Regions from separate parts of the Capra hircus genome. Here region 1 is linked to region 2. The links are chromatin contacts, called in public Hi-C maps. All regions are on one chromosome and are shown on one strand. The core of a region is the stretch at or near the end of the contact, and the rest is flanking DNA. Distances in the headings are between cores, read along the strand shown. Region 1 overlaps SP110 (sp110 nuclear body protein). Region 2 has its middle 68 kb from the start of CAB39.

Evidence for each region. Hi-C and Micro-C count contacts between places; a contact is called where the count stands out from the background.
Region 1: a Hi-C map of blood shows a contact between it and region 2, with 2.9 times the contacts expected there. The contact joins two enhancer-like sites. A contact is called at or near these places in 2 of 5 Hi-C or Micro-C datasets (both in blood).

What each region holds. Positions count from the first base shown.
Region 1 is chr2:17,520,324-17,528,001 of ARS1.2, forward strand. SP110 (sp110 nuclear body protein) reads left to right here. Exons shown (of 19, transcript XM_013973239.2): 10 at 1,376-1,441; 11 at 3,544-3,738. Among named protein-coding and RNA genes, the nearest start is that of SP110, 28 kb to the left of the region's middle. Within about 2 kb of position 4,853, at least 5 of the 5 cell types and tissues checked have an H3K27ac peak or open chromatin away from gene starts, as enhancers often do.
Region 2 is chr2:17,254,366-17,261,118 of ARS1.2, forward strand. No RefSeq gene overlaps it. Among named protein-coding and RNA genes, the nearest start is that of CAB39, 68 kb to the left of the region's middle. Within about 2 kb of position 4,031, at least 3 of the 5 cell types and tissues checked have an H3K27ac peak or open chromatin away from gene starts, as enhancers often do.

The sequences.
Region 1 (7,678 bases), core at 3,603-6,102, 270 kb after region 2:
GCGCTCATTAACTACATCCTCATCAACCCAGATATGATCGAAATTTTTACAAGTTTGGGTATAATTCAAACCAAACAATGAATTTTTTGGACTTTTAAGGGGGTCTAAAGATGCTTTAAAATTTTTTTTTCATTTGTATTTCCTCTTTTAATTTATGCTTTAACTTATGTACTTTCAATTTATGCTTTTTGTCCATTTTCTTAGTATACTATTCATTTTTTATTTTATCTGTTAAGGACATTCATCCTCTAATGTTACATATATTGGAATTTCCCAGTTTTATTTTAATATTGCATGGATACTTTTTGAAGTATGGGCATTTGAGTTTTTTAAAGGGTTAAATCTGTTCACCTTTTACCTTTATGATTTTTGGCCTTGACTTTGGCTAAGAAGATCATTTATATCTATGGCTTATAACAATCTCTCTCTATATTTTCTTCTAGTCTTGAAAAAACTAGTTATTAGAAAAAATGGCATATTTTAATGTTAATAATTTGCCACATCTCTGTTGTTCTTTATTCAATCCTTTTTCATTTCCAAGTAGTTTCTTCACATTGGCTCATGGTTCTCTTTCCTCCCCAAAGGGATGGGAAGATAAAAAAGATTTTACTCAAAAATTTCAAACTTTCTTAATTCCTTATATATGCATTAGTAAACTGTATTGGTGTTTTTCTTTCTGGCTTACTTCACTCTGTATAATAGGCTCCAGTTTCATCCACCTCATTAGAACTGATTCAAATGTATTCTTTTTAATGTCTGAGTAATACTCCATTGTGTATATGTACCACAGCTTTCTTATCCATTCATCTGCTGATGGGCATCTAGGTTGCTTCCATGTCCTGGCTATTATAAACAGTGCTGTGATGAACATTGGGGTACACATGTCTCTTTCAATTCTGGTTTCCTCGGTGTGTATGCCCAGTAGTGGGATTGCTGGGTCATAAGGCAGTTCTATTTCCAGTTTTTTAAGGAATCTCCACACTTTTCTCCATAGTGGCTGTACTAGTTTGCATTTCCACCAACAGTGCAAGAGGGTTCACTTTTCTCCACACTCTCTCCAGCATGGCATTGAAACATGTATAATATCATATAAGAAACGAATTGCCAGTCCAGGTTTGATGCAGGATACAGGATGCTTGGGGCTGGTGCACTGGGATGACCCAGAGTGATGGTATGGGGAGGGAGGAGGGAGGGGGATTCAGGATGAAGAACACGTGTACACCTGTGGTGGATTCATGTTGATGTGTGGCAAAACCAATACAATATTGTAAAGTAATTAGCTTCCAATTAAAATAAATAATTTAAATTAAAAAAAATTTCAAACTTGTAGATCACTATAGATAGCCATAAAAGATGATTTTCTTTTCTGTTTCAGAAAAGAAGAGAAAAATACATAACTGGTCAAGTTCAAAAAAAAGGCAGAAAAAATGTCTCTCAAAAGGTGAGCAAGAAGGATGAAGTTGTCATTCCCTTGGTGTTCATTAAGGTTCTTCCCTCCAGCCACATGGCGACTCCACCCCAGTGCCTAGACCATCTCATCAAGGACTATACCTCACAAAGGGAGAAACATGTTGGTTCTAACAGGCTTCTTTTATCTTATCACTGGGAAGGAATGAGGTGGAGGTGGACAGGAGGCATCAGACAGCTTTGAGATATGGGACTTCCCAGGTGATACTAGTGATAAAGAACCCACCTGCCAATGCCAGAGACACAAGGGACATGGGTTCAATCTCTGGGTCAGAAAGATCCCCTGGAGGAGGGCATGGCAACCACTCCAGTATTCTTGCCTGGAGAACCCCCATGGACAGAGGAGCCTGGGGGGGCTACAGTCTATAGGATAACACAGAGTCGGACACGACTGACGTGACTTAGCACGCACAATGTCCAGTGCAAGTTCAGAGCCAAGAAGAACAGATAAAGCAAAAACCTGAATGTGTAGGCAGGATTCAGATTCCCAGCCCCAAACTGGGGTTAGATTTGCGGTCATCGAGTGTTCAGAACCACCCGCAGAGATGCTTAGCATGCCATTGACTCCATGCATGAAAAAGCATCTTATTTGTAGCACAAGAAACAAAACTGCATGTAACTCTGTGTTTTTCTGGACCCTCTGCTTTATTCCTTTTCATGCTTATCACCTTTTAGCCTTTTCTTCCGCACTTTCTCCCTCTTCCCCTGCCCCTCTCCTTTCTCCTTGTTTCTTTAATTCAAGATGTGCCCATGGGTGGGGATTGTCTTGGATTCCCAGCCCTTAGGATGGAATGTGGCACCCTGGGAGGGAATCTCCTCTCAGCACCCAAACTGGAATCATGACATGCATTTCAATGCTTTGGACATTTTCCCAATTTTTCTGCTTGTTGCCAATACCCCTCAGTCTTGGGGTCTGACCTAGGAAGGGACCAGAACCTCCTCCCTCACCCTTCTCCTCCCCTTGACTCTTTTTCCCAGTCCCCAGCCCCGCTGCCTCCTGTCACATGCTGAGTTCTCTCTACCAACAACTTCTGGGAACACTTGACTTTCAGACCTCTGAGCTTTTCTTGTTGGTGTATAAAAATAATTTTTGGAACATAGAAATCCCCTTTCACTCTTGTGTTTCTGAGATTTTGTGTAGTATCTCCAAAGTGGCCTCGACTGAGATCCTGGGCTAGATTCTGCCCTTTCCCGAAAATTGATTAACTTCATAATTAGGGAACCCTGACCATTACAAGGGACTTCCCTTGTGGCTCAGCTGGTAAAGAATCTGCCTGCAAGGTGGGAGACCTGGGTTCAATACCTGGGTTGGGAAGATCCCCTGGAGAAGGGAAAGGCTACCCACTCGAGTATTCTGGCCTGGAGAATTCCATGGACTATACAATGTATAAGGATGAAAAATACATAATTTGAATATTTTCTAAACTATGCTGCTTGTTACACATTCATTCCACAGAGATGCATTGAGCTGAGGCGTGTTCTGGCCACATGCCTTAGCTCCTGAGGACTTAGCAACAAGCAAAACAGACAAGACCCCTGCCCTCACTTATATTCTCACTGATACACGTGTAATGAAGAGTCAGAATTGAAGGAGGAAAAGAGAAACAGGGTTTAGGGAGGAGAAGAAAGATACATCCAAGAAAAAGAGAGGAGTAATTATAGAGAAATAGTATGGAGAAGGCAATGGCACCCCACTCCAGTACTCTTGCCTGGAAAATCCCATGGACGGAGGAGCCTGGTGGGCTGCGGTCCATGGGGCCGCGAAGAGTCGGACACGACTGAGCGACTTCACTTTCACTTTTCACTTTCATGCATTGGAGAAGGAAATGGCAACCCACTCCAGTATTCTTGCCTAGAGAATCCCAGGCATGGGGGAGCCCAGCGGGCTGCCGTCTATGGGGTCGTACAGAGTTGGACATGACTGAAGTGACTTAGCAGTAGCAGCAGCAGTAAGAGGCAGGCAGGGGTACAAAGGGAACTCAAAGTGAGGGGACTGGGAATGTGAGAGGAAGGTCGCTAACGAGAGGGCCACTGGGACCCCAGTGAAAACTCATCACAAATCTCTATTTGGTCCAGGAGCAGCCTCATCAGGGCTCAGAATCCAAGAGACTCAAAAGAAGGACGACTCAACCAGAAATTCAAAGGTCATGACGAGAGCCCAAAAGGCACAGGCTGAGGGTGCCCGAAAGCCTGCACAAAAGGACAAAGCTGGTGGTGGCACTGGTCACCTGAAGGCTCAGCGTGGGAGGGTCTCTCGTGGAGCCCGCACAGGTGATGCAGCTCTAAAGTGGCCGCTAGAAGGAGGGGGAAGCACTGGTGAGGCGGCATGAAGACAGAGCAGGGGTCTCGGGGTCTGGGGGTGGTTGTTGGGAGAAGTAATCGCATCCACAGGGTGCAGGTCGCCTCAGCAGTGTCCTGGGGACGCAGGTCACCTCTCCCAGGTTCTGCTGTTTACATATCCATCAGCAGAGTCACCTCCACTCCATGGAGTCTGGGGGCTCCTCTCTGATTCGGGCCGTCCCAGTGACGTGAGTGCAGCAAACCTTTTCAAAGGGGACACTTTCTCTGGGTTATTTCTTCATGGTTTGTCTCTGGAGGTAAAATAGGCTAATGCATGAATCTGCAGGTTTAAAATTATCTCGGGACTTCCCTGCTGGTCCAGTGGTTAAGAATCCACCTAACTGTGCCGGGGACATGAGTTCAGTCCCTGGTTGGGCACTAAGCTCTCGTGCCACAACCACTGAGCCTGTGTGCCACAACTAAGACCCGACGCAGTCAAATGAACAAATAAATATTTTAAAAAATAAGATTATCCCATACTGGGAAACCCCTGGTCATCCGGTGGTTAGGATTCTGTGCTCTCACTGCCGAGGGCCTGGCTTCAATTCCTGGCCAAGCAACTTAAATCCCATAAGTGGCATGGTGTGGTGTGGCCAAAAAATTAAATTAAAAATAAAATAAATAATGCCATATCTGATGATCAAACTGTTACCAGTTTAGACTCCCACAAATGTGGTGTGGACACACTTTCCCCTATGTCTTCACCAGTGCTAGAAATAACAAGGGCTTCCCTGGTGGATCTGATGATAAAGAATCTTCCTGCAACACTGGAGAACCAGGTTCAATCCCTGGGTCGGGAAAAGCCCCTGGAGAAAGGAATGGCTACCCACTCCAGTCTTCTTGCCTGGAGAATTCCATGGACAGAGGAGCCTGCTGGGCTACAGTCCATGGGATTGCAAAGAGTCGGACACGATTGGCTAACACACACACAGGAATAACAAGCCTTTTCCATTTGTTGAACACACAGGCCAAGAGAGATAGTCTGCCAGTGTTTTCCTGGAAACTTCTCTGCGCACTGCGCAGGGTTAAGCCCGAGGTGGGAGGTCACAATACTGCTCGCCAGCATCTCAGAAGGTCACATACTCCTGCCCTGTGTACTCAAGAAGGGCCATGTGACTTGGCCAGAGAAATGTGGACAGAAGTGAGGGGGCCACTGCAAGCCAAAGCTTGAAACGTTTCTAAAACGGGCCAGAAAGTGAGTCATTTAGGCTCAGCTGGCCACACCGGTTTATGGCTGCTACTTTAACCCTTTCTTGGGAGCAGGAAACGGGCAGAGGCAAAAACATGAACAAGTAGGCCTGGCTCCGCTCCAATGAAACATTCATTACAGAAACAGACACTGGGCCGATTGGCTCCTGGGCCGTAGTTTGCTGACGTCTATAATAAACCACTGAGTTCTGGGAGGACCATAAATGACTTCAGCATTCTCTAGCCTCGTTTACTAACATCCCTGTTTTCATCTGGGGCTTCCAAGACAGCGCTGGTGGTAAAGAATCCACCTGCAGGAGACATGAGACACAGGTTCGATGCTTGGGTCGGGAAGATCCCCTGGAGGAGGAAATGGCAACCCACTCCAGTATTCTTGTCTGGAAAATCCCATGGACAGAGGAACTTGGCGGGCTACAGGCCATACGTTAGCACAGAGGTGGACATGACTGAAGAGACGTAGCACGCACTCTTTTTATTACTTTTAAAATCCTTATTGAAGTGTAGTTGGTTTACAGTGTTGTATTACTTTCTGCTGTATAGCACAGTGAATCAGGTATACATAATACATATATCCACTCCAGTTTAGATAATTTCCATCTAGGCCATTAGAGAGTATTGACTGGAGTTCCCTGTGCTGTACAATGCAGGTCTTTATTTGTTGTCTATTTTATATATAGTATCATAGACAGCCCTGCATTGATTCCTATTCTGGTCAAGTTCATCGCAGGTCGACGTCTTGAGGAGCACTGGTACACTGTACTTACAGAAAAATGCTGGTGCGTACTGTACAACTTGAGGGACTCACACGAAGGAAAAGCCCAGGTGTACCCAACAACCGGGTCAAGAAATAGAACATAATCCACACCCATATTCCAACCCCTAGCCACACCCCCAGGGTCTCTTCCAGCCTGGTTCTCTGAGCATCACCCAGCGCTTCCTGCTCCATCCTGCTCAGGGCCAGCTCATGTATCTCCTCCCCCATCACATACTCCATCCCCATAGCCAACCTCTCCATCCTCCTTCTTTGCTACACAGCTTCAGACTCACCTTGAACAAAGCCTCTTGAACTCAGCAGGTACAGTGTTTTTTCTTGGTGGCACTTATCACAAGTATAATTCTTTTTTGATAGGTTTTTTTTTTTTTTTTTTTTGGTTCTCTGTTTTTTCAGCCATACCTTGAGGCATGCAGAACTTCCCCAACCAGGGACTGACCCCACACCCCTTACTCCGTGCGGAAGCACAAGTCTTAACCATTGGACCACCAGGGAAGTCCTCAGATCTCTTTATAAAAAAAGAAAGAAAAGAAGTATAGTTAATTTACAATGTTCTGTTAATTTCTAGTGTCCAGCAAACTGACTCAGTTATACCTATACATGTATCCTTTTTCAAATTCTCTTCCCATTTAGGTTGTTAGATAATATTGAGTAGAGTTCCCTGGGCTATACAGAAGGTGCTTGTTGGTTATCCATTTTAAATACAGCAGTGTGTACATGTCCATCCCAAACTCTCTAACTATCCCTCCCCGCACCGTTCTCCCCGGTAACCGTAAGTTCTTCTCTAAGGCTGTGAGTTTGTGTGTTTTATCACATGTGTGACTAACTGTCTGTACATCCTATTCAGTTCGGGAAAATCAAATGAGGTCAGAAGGCCTTGCTCGTGGCTCCAGCTGTCCTCTGCGCTTTGCAGTTTGTGCTTAAATAGCTGTCAGATCAATACATTATCCATTCTTCCTCATCAAGTATGAATACCTGTATCAGGGCCTCCATTGACCCATATAAACTAGAAAAGAGCCCCTTCCTTGACACACTTATATCTGGCAGAGTGATTCTTGTAACCAGGCCCTTTACTGCCCCCTGCTGGAAAGAGGCCAGAAATGTGTGAATGGACTATAGCTCTGATGTCACTAGGAGCTCCCCACCCCTCACCTTAAAGGGGGACTCTTTGCTCAGTGTGTATTCCACACGGCCATACACAGAAGCCCTGCCAACGATATGTAAGTGTCTACGCCACTTTACACTTGGCAACCGATTTGTTCTACTCTTTGCCATTTAATCCTCAAATAGGTATTTTCCAGCCCATTTTGCAGATTCAATTAGAACATAAAGGACTTGCATGAGCTGAAACCAACCTAGGTGTTTTAATCTCAAGTCCTTTGTTTTACGCTGGAAAATAACTACTCCCCCTCCAGATCTTTGTAGGAAACACAAGTAGGAGGCAAGAGTCTAGGCAAACACTGACAGCTGTCCGTCAGCATCAGCTTCTCCCACCTCCTTAGCATGTCCGCCTACCCGGCTTTGACTTCTGATTTAACACCTTGTCTTGGGGTGGCAAAGAGTCTGATGCAACTGCAGTGGCTTAGGAGGCACACACACACTCTGTGTGGGACAGAACAGCCTGGTGGGCTACAGTCCATAGGGTCACAAAGAGTCGTACACGACTGAATGACTGAGTACCCACACACACCCTCTGCTGTTAAACGATGTGGAATCTTGTTGCAGTGTTCCTGATGGCATGGAAAGAGCACACACATAGGGCTGGCATGTCTGGATTCCAATGCCGGCCTCATCTCACAGTGCGGTGACCGCCAGGCATCCTCCCTCCAAAGCTGTGCCAAAGTCCCCAACTCTAAAATGAAGGCCATGACCACTGCCTTCCCTTTCTTA
Region 2 (6,753 bases), core at 2,781-5,280:
TCCGACTCTTTTGTGATCCCATGGACTTTAGCCTGCCAGGTTCTTTCGTCCATGGGATTTTTCCCGGCAAGAATTCTGGAGTGGGTTGCCATTTCGTACGCCAGGGGATCTTCCTGACCCAGGGATGGAACCCGTGTCTCCTGGCAGGCAGATTCTTTTCCACTGCGTCACCCAAGCTCCCAGACTATAAAGTCACTCTGTTCTATTTTCCTCATAGTCTTACTCCTTGTTCTCTGTAACAACTCTTATTTCATTGATTAGCAACCACTGAGATTACTTCTTTAAAAATTATTTACATGGAGAATTATTTACAAGAGTTAGCCAGCATCGTAGAAGGTATTTATAATCATTTTTATAATTGAGAAAATTATACATATAATGATTTACAATATTGTGCATTAGGTGTACAGCTAAATGATTCAGTTATATACACATACAACTGTTATGTACGTACATACTGGCTTCCCAGATGGTGAAGCGGTAAAAAGTCTGCCTGCCAATACAGGAGATGTAAGAGATTGGGTTCAATCCCTGGATCCAGAAGATCCCCTGGAGAAGGAAATGGCAACCAGATCCAGTATTCTTGCTTGGAAAATTCCCTGGACAGAGGAGCCTGGTTGGATACAGTCTATGGGGTTTCGAAGCATCGGATATGACTAAGCTCGGGCACACACACACACACACATACAGACATACATACATTGGTGTTCAGTCACTCAGTAATGTCTGATTCTTTGCAACCCCATGGACTGCAGCACTCCAGGATTTCCTGTCCTTCACTGTCTCCCAGAGCTTGCTCAGACTCATGACCATTGGATCAGTGATGCCATCCAACCATCTCATTCTCTGTTGCCCTCTTCTCCTCCTGCCTTCCATCTTTCCCAGCGTCAGGATGTCTTCCAGTGAGTTGGCTCTTCGCATCAGGTGTTCAAAGTATTGGAGCTTCAGCATCAGTCCTTCCAATGAATATTCAAGACTGATTTCCTTTACAATTGACTGGTTTGATCTCCTTACTGCTCAAGGGACTCTCAAGAGTCTTCTCCAGCACCACAATTCAAAAGCATCACTTCTTCGGTGTTCAGCCTTCTTTATGGTCCAACACTCACATCCATACATGGCTACTGTAAAAATCATAGCTTTGAATATACAGACCTTTGTCAGCAAAGTAATGTCTCTGCTTTATAATATGCTGTCTAGGTTTGCCATAGCTTTTCTACCAAGAAGCATATGTCTTCTAATTTCCCGGCTACAGTCACCATCTGCAGTGATTTTGGAGCCCAAGAAAATAAAGTCTGTCACTGCTTCCATTTTCTCCCCCATGTATTTGTCATGAAGTGGTGGGACTGGATGCCACGATTTTAGTTTTTTGAAAGTTGAGTTTTAAGCCATCCTTTTCACTCTCCTCTTTCACTTTCATCAAGAGGCTCTTTAGTTTCTCTTCACTTCCTACCTTAAGGGTGGTGTCATCTGCATATCTGAGGTTATTGATATTTCTCCTGGCAATCTTGATTCCAGCTTGTGATTCATCCTGCCTGGCATTTCTCATGATGTACTCTACATATAAGTTAAATAAGCAGGGTAGCTATACAGTATTGACTCACTCCTTTCTGAATTTAACCCATCCTTTGTTCCAAGTAAGGTTCTAATTGTTGCTTCTTGTCCTGCATACAGGTTTCACAGAGGCAGGCAAGGTGGCCTGGTATTCCCATCTCTTTAAGAATTTTCCACAGTGTGTTGTGACCCACACAGTCAAATGCTTTAGCATAGTCAATGAAGCAGAAGTAGATGTTTTTTTGGAATTGCCTTGCTTTTTCTATGATCCATCGGATGTTGGTAATTTGATCTCCAGTTCCTCTGCCTTTTCTAAATCCAGCTTGCACATCTGGAAGTTCTCAGTTCACATTCTGTTGAACAGACTTTATTTTTATTTTATTTCTCCTTTCAGGACTTGTGATGTGAAGCTCTTTTGCTTATGGGAACTGTTTTCCTTGTCACGAGACTGGGAAACACTCATCTCCGGGCGTGTTGCTCCTGCTTCAGTGTCTGCTGCCCCTGCCTGATGCTTTTTGTGGATACAATTTCCTGGGACTGGAGCCATGATGCCGTCTTAGTTATGACTGTCAGTTTGAGAAAACTCACCCTGTTCTCTGTGTGGGACTCCTCATGAATGCATGAAGAGTTTGGCTCCGTCTGCCAACCACACACGTCACAGAAGGAGCTCCTACTGGAACATGACCTCTGGTGTCAAGCCACTTCTCTACACACATCACCTCCAGAGGTCACATCCTGCGCATGAACTCGTGCCGGGCAACAGCTATGACGGTGCACGGATGGAGCCCTCCCCAAGACGATGTCCACCCACAGCAACCCACTTCTCGTCGCCCCTTAAAAGACGGATGTCAGCTGCGGTAATGCTCGCCTTAATACCCAGATCTTTCTTCTCTGTGCAAGGCACCATGAGACTCCTCTTATAAGAAGCATTCTCAGATTCAAAATCTGTAAGGCAAGCCAGTGGAGGTCAACAGGCTGCGTGCTGAGGTGGAGGCTGTCCAGATGAATGCGCAGCACTGTGTCGCTGCCCTGTAGCTTCAGAGAGCCCTTGGTCCCTGCGGGAGTCCCCTGAGGGAAGCTCACCTGGTAGCACTGCCAGCCTAAGGGGGAGGTCCGGAGGGCAGGGATGTCTGGTCCTTGAGGACATCTAGGCCCAAGGACATTCTCAGGGACCGCTCAGCAGTGGCAGTGAAAAAGAGTCAAAGACATAGGATCCTCACAATTTGAACTAAGACCTCTCTGTCTAGGTCATGAATTCAATTATGGGCATATGAACTGCCAAACAGGAAAACTATCTCAGGCACCAATTTCTTATATTATTTCACTCCCTTTTACTTAGAAGGAAATAATGTCACTTCTGGGCTCCCCTGACAGCTCAGGTGGTAAAGAATACACCTGCAATTCAGGAGACCCCTGAGTGGGGAAGAGAGACCCCTGGGTGGGGAAGATCTCTTGAAGCAGGGATAGGCTACCCACTCCAGTATTCTTGGGCTTCCCCTGTAGCTCGGCTGGTAAAGAATCCACCTGCAGTGTGGGAGACCTGGGTTCAATCCCTGGGTTGGAAAGATCCCTTGGAGAAGGGAAAGGCTACCCTCTCCAGTACTGGCCTGGAGAATTCCGTGGACTGAATAGTCCATGGGGTCGCAAAGAGTCTGACACGACTGAGCGACTTTCACAATGTCACTTCTAGGGCTTCCCAGGTAGCTCACTGGTAAAGAATCCACCTGCCAAGTAGGAGACACGGGAGACGTGGGTTCCATCCCTGGGTGGGGAAGATCCCCTGGAGAAAGAAATGGCAACCCACTCCAGTACTCTTGCCTGGGAAACCCCATGGACAGAGGAGCCTGGTGGGCTACAGCCCATGGGGTGGCAAAAGATTCAGACAGGCTTTGCAACCAAACAAACAATATCACTTCTAATCTTGATTTTGAGATCTTTGTTTAGAGGATTAAAAAATAAGTTCTACTTTTTCAGGACTGACAACAGGGTGAATTAGGAGAGGAAAAGTTTTAAGACATTTCTAAAGGGGACTGATCAATGACAACATTCAGCCACCAGAGGGCAGTGTAGACGTTCTGAAGGTTCTGGAGCCGGGAACGGGGTAGAGGAAAAACCCTAAAAAATGAAAAAAAAAAAAAAAAAAAAAAATTTTTTTTTTAAAAATTGAAGGATAGTTGCTTTACAGCATTGTGTCGGTTTCTACCACATCAACATGAATCAGCCATAGGTCTACCTATGTCCCCTGCCACTTGAATATCCCTCCTACGTCCCCGCATCCTACCCTGAAAAATGCAGATTTAAAGCGAAGTTTCATTTGCTAAAATTAGAATTTTAAGAACGTGACCCCGGTGGTATGCCTCTCCTTTCATCTTGCTCTGTGTGCTCCGGATGAAAACTGACACCGGCCGCCGTTTGCAGCAGGTTCTTGGAGGATCCCGGACTGATCGGTTGCTGATTGGAGAGGTCTTGGGGTGGGGTGGCGCGGGTAGTGGTGTTTAGGTATAAGATCAATGGCAAGAGCAGCAGGGAGTGGAGGGAGGCCCTTGAAGGGGCTCAGGGCAGCGGCTATTTACCCACTGCGTCAAAACCACGTTTGATAATGTGCATCGCTTTAGAGGGTCGTCTTGGCTGACTTCTGCCCCACAAGGGGAGGGTGCTTTGGGAAAGTGCGTGGCTGGCTCCCAGAGGGCTGAGCTTGCGTCAGCAGCTGACTTCCAGTAAGCGACCTTGTGCCCGCGGGGAAGTCCCGACCCGTCCCGCGACATCCGGTGTTTGCTGGGCGAAAACCGCTCCTGCCTGATCGACCGTTACCCAAGCGCGGTCTCAGTTTCTCGTCCCTTGTCGATCCGATCATGATTCCTTCCTTTGGGGACAGGAGTTCTTCCTCATCCTGAAGGTCTTCACCTTTGCCATTAAGTCCACCTTGGCCAAACCTAGTTCACCCCAGGATGAAATTTAGGGAAAAGAGGAGGAGAGCCCCTGGAAGGCTCCCTTCAAGCGGAGACCCAGTGCTTTCTGCCCGTGCTTGTCTGGAGTTTGTTGAAACTAGCAGAATAGGAAGCTCAGGTGTAGCTCTGAGCTACAGAGCTGAGTGATCTGTTAGGACCTCACTCTTCTCTCTCTGAGACCTTGCTGGGTGCCTCCCACTCTTTGGCCAGTTTCTGCTAGTACAGCTGTTGTCTAAGTGGAGAGACAGAGTTTGGAGCTTGACATTTTGCCATCTTTCCTGACCCCCCTCCCATAATTAAGCCCCATAGTAAAACTGTTGTTCAGTCGCTCAGTCGTTTCCAACTCTTTGCATGGACTGTGGCATGCCAGGCTTCCCTGTCCTTCACTATCTCCTGGAATTTGCTCAAACTCATGCCCATTGAGTCAATGATGCCATCCAACCATCTCATCCTCAGTCGTCCCCTTCTCTTCCTGCCCTCAGTCTTTCTCAGCATCAGGGTCTTTTCCAATAAGTCAGCTTTTCACATCAGGTGGTCAAAGTACTGAAGCTTCAGCTTCAGCCTCAGTCCTCCCAATGAATATTCAGGGTTGATTTCCTTTAGGATTGACTGGTTTGATCTCCTTGCACTCTAAGGGACTCTCAAGAGTCTTTTCCAGCACCACAGTTCAAAAGCACCAATTCTTTGGTGCTCAGCCTTCTTTATGGTCCAACTCTCACCTCTGTACACAACTACTGGAAAACTCATAGCTCTGACTATACGGACCTTGTCAGCAAAGTGATGTCTCTGCTTTCTAATACGCTGTCCAGGTTTGTCAAAGCTTTTCTTCCAAGGAGCAAGCATCTTTTAATTTCATACCTGCAGTCACCAGGGGCCCAAATAAAATCTCTCCTGTTTTGTAAGATGACACCACCCTTATGGCAGAAAGTGAAGAAGAACTAAAGAGCCTCTTGATGAAAGTGAAAGAGGAGAGTGAAAAAGTTGGCTTAAAGCTCAACATTCAGAAAACTAAGATCATGGCATCTGGTCCCATCACTTCATGGCAAATAGATGGAGAAACAATGGAAACAGTGGCTGACTTTATTTTTCTGGGCTCCAAAATCATTGCAGATGGTGGTTACAGCCATGAAATTAAAAGACACTTACTCCTTGGAAGGAAAGTTATGACCAACCTAGACAGCATATTAAAAAGCAGAGACATTACTTTGCCAATAAATGTCCATCTAGTCAAGGCTATGGTTTTTCCAGTAGTCATGTATGGACATGAGAGTTGGACTATAAAGAAAGCTGAATGCTGAAGAATTGATGCTTTTTAACTGTGGTGTTGGAGAATACTCTTAAGAGTCCCCTGGACTGCAAGGAGATCCAACTAGTCCATCCTAAAGAAGATCAGTCCTGGGTGTTCACTGGAAGGACTGATGTTGAAGCTGAAACTCCAATACTTTGGCCATCTGATGTGAAGAGCTGACTCATTTGAAAAGACCCTGATGCCAGGAAAGATTGAGGACAGGAGGAGAAGGAGACGATAGAGGATGAGATGGTTGGATGGCATCACTGACTCAATGGACATGGGTTTGGGTGGACTCTGGGAGTTGGTGATGGACAGGGAGGCCTGGTGTGCTGCGGTTCATGGGAGCTGGACACGACTGAGACTGAACTGAACTGAACTGTTTTGTAAGTTAAGCTCCCAAAGGGGTTATCGCCCAAAGTGTCCCGAGCTGATGTCCCTGCTCTGCTCAGACCTAGCTGCAGAGGACCAGGTATAGACTAGATTCTCAGTGTCCTGGGTGCAGTAACTATGCCTATGCCTCTTGGAAGATGTGGTTCTTTTAGCTCTGCCAACCCAGTGTCGTCTATGCCTTGGTCTCTTATGTGTCCTGTGCTTCTTGAGTCCCTGGAGTAAGAGGGTAACCAGAACTAACAAGAATGTCACCAGTCTGGTTCCACCACACAGAATTAAACAAAGAAATCAAAACAAACAAACAAAACAACCCAAGAAAATTTGAAGCCAACCTAGAAATGTATAATCTGATCCCAGGACACCAATGGCTATACACGAGTAAAAACTTCCTCTTATCTGGGGTGTGAGCAACAAACAGATCAAACCGCAGAGGGAAGAAAAATTGCTGGTCACTGTCTAGAGTCCATTGTGGAACTTAATTTTAACCTGGGTTACTTTCCATCTGAAGGTCAAATGTGGCACTATGTGCTAGGGAAAATCTACTTATCTGAGTGCCCTAGCGAGTGGCATCTG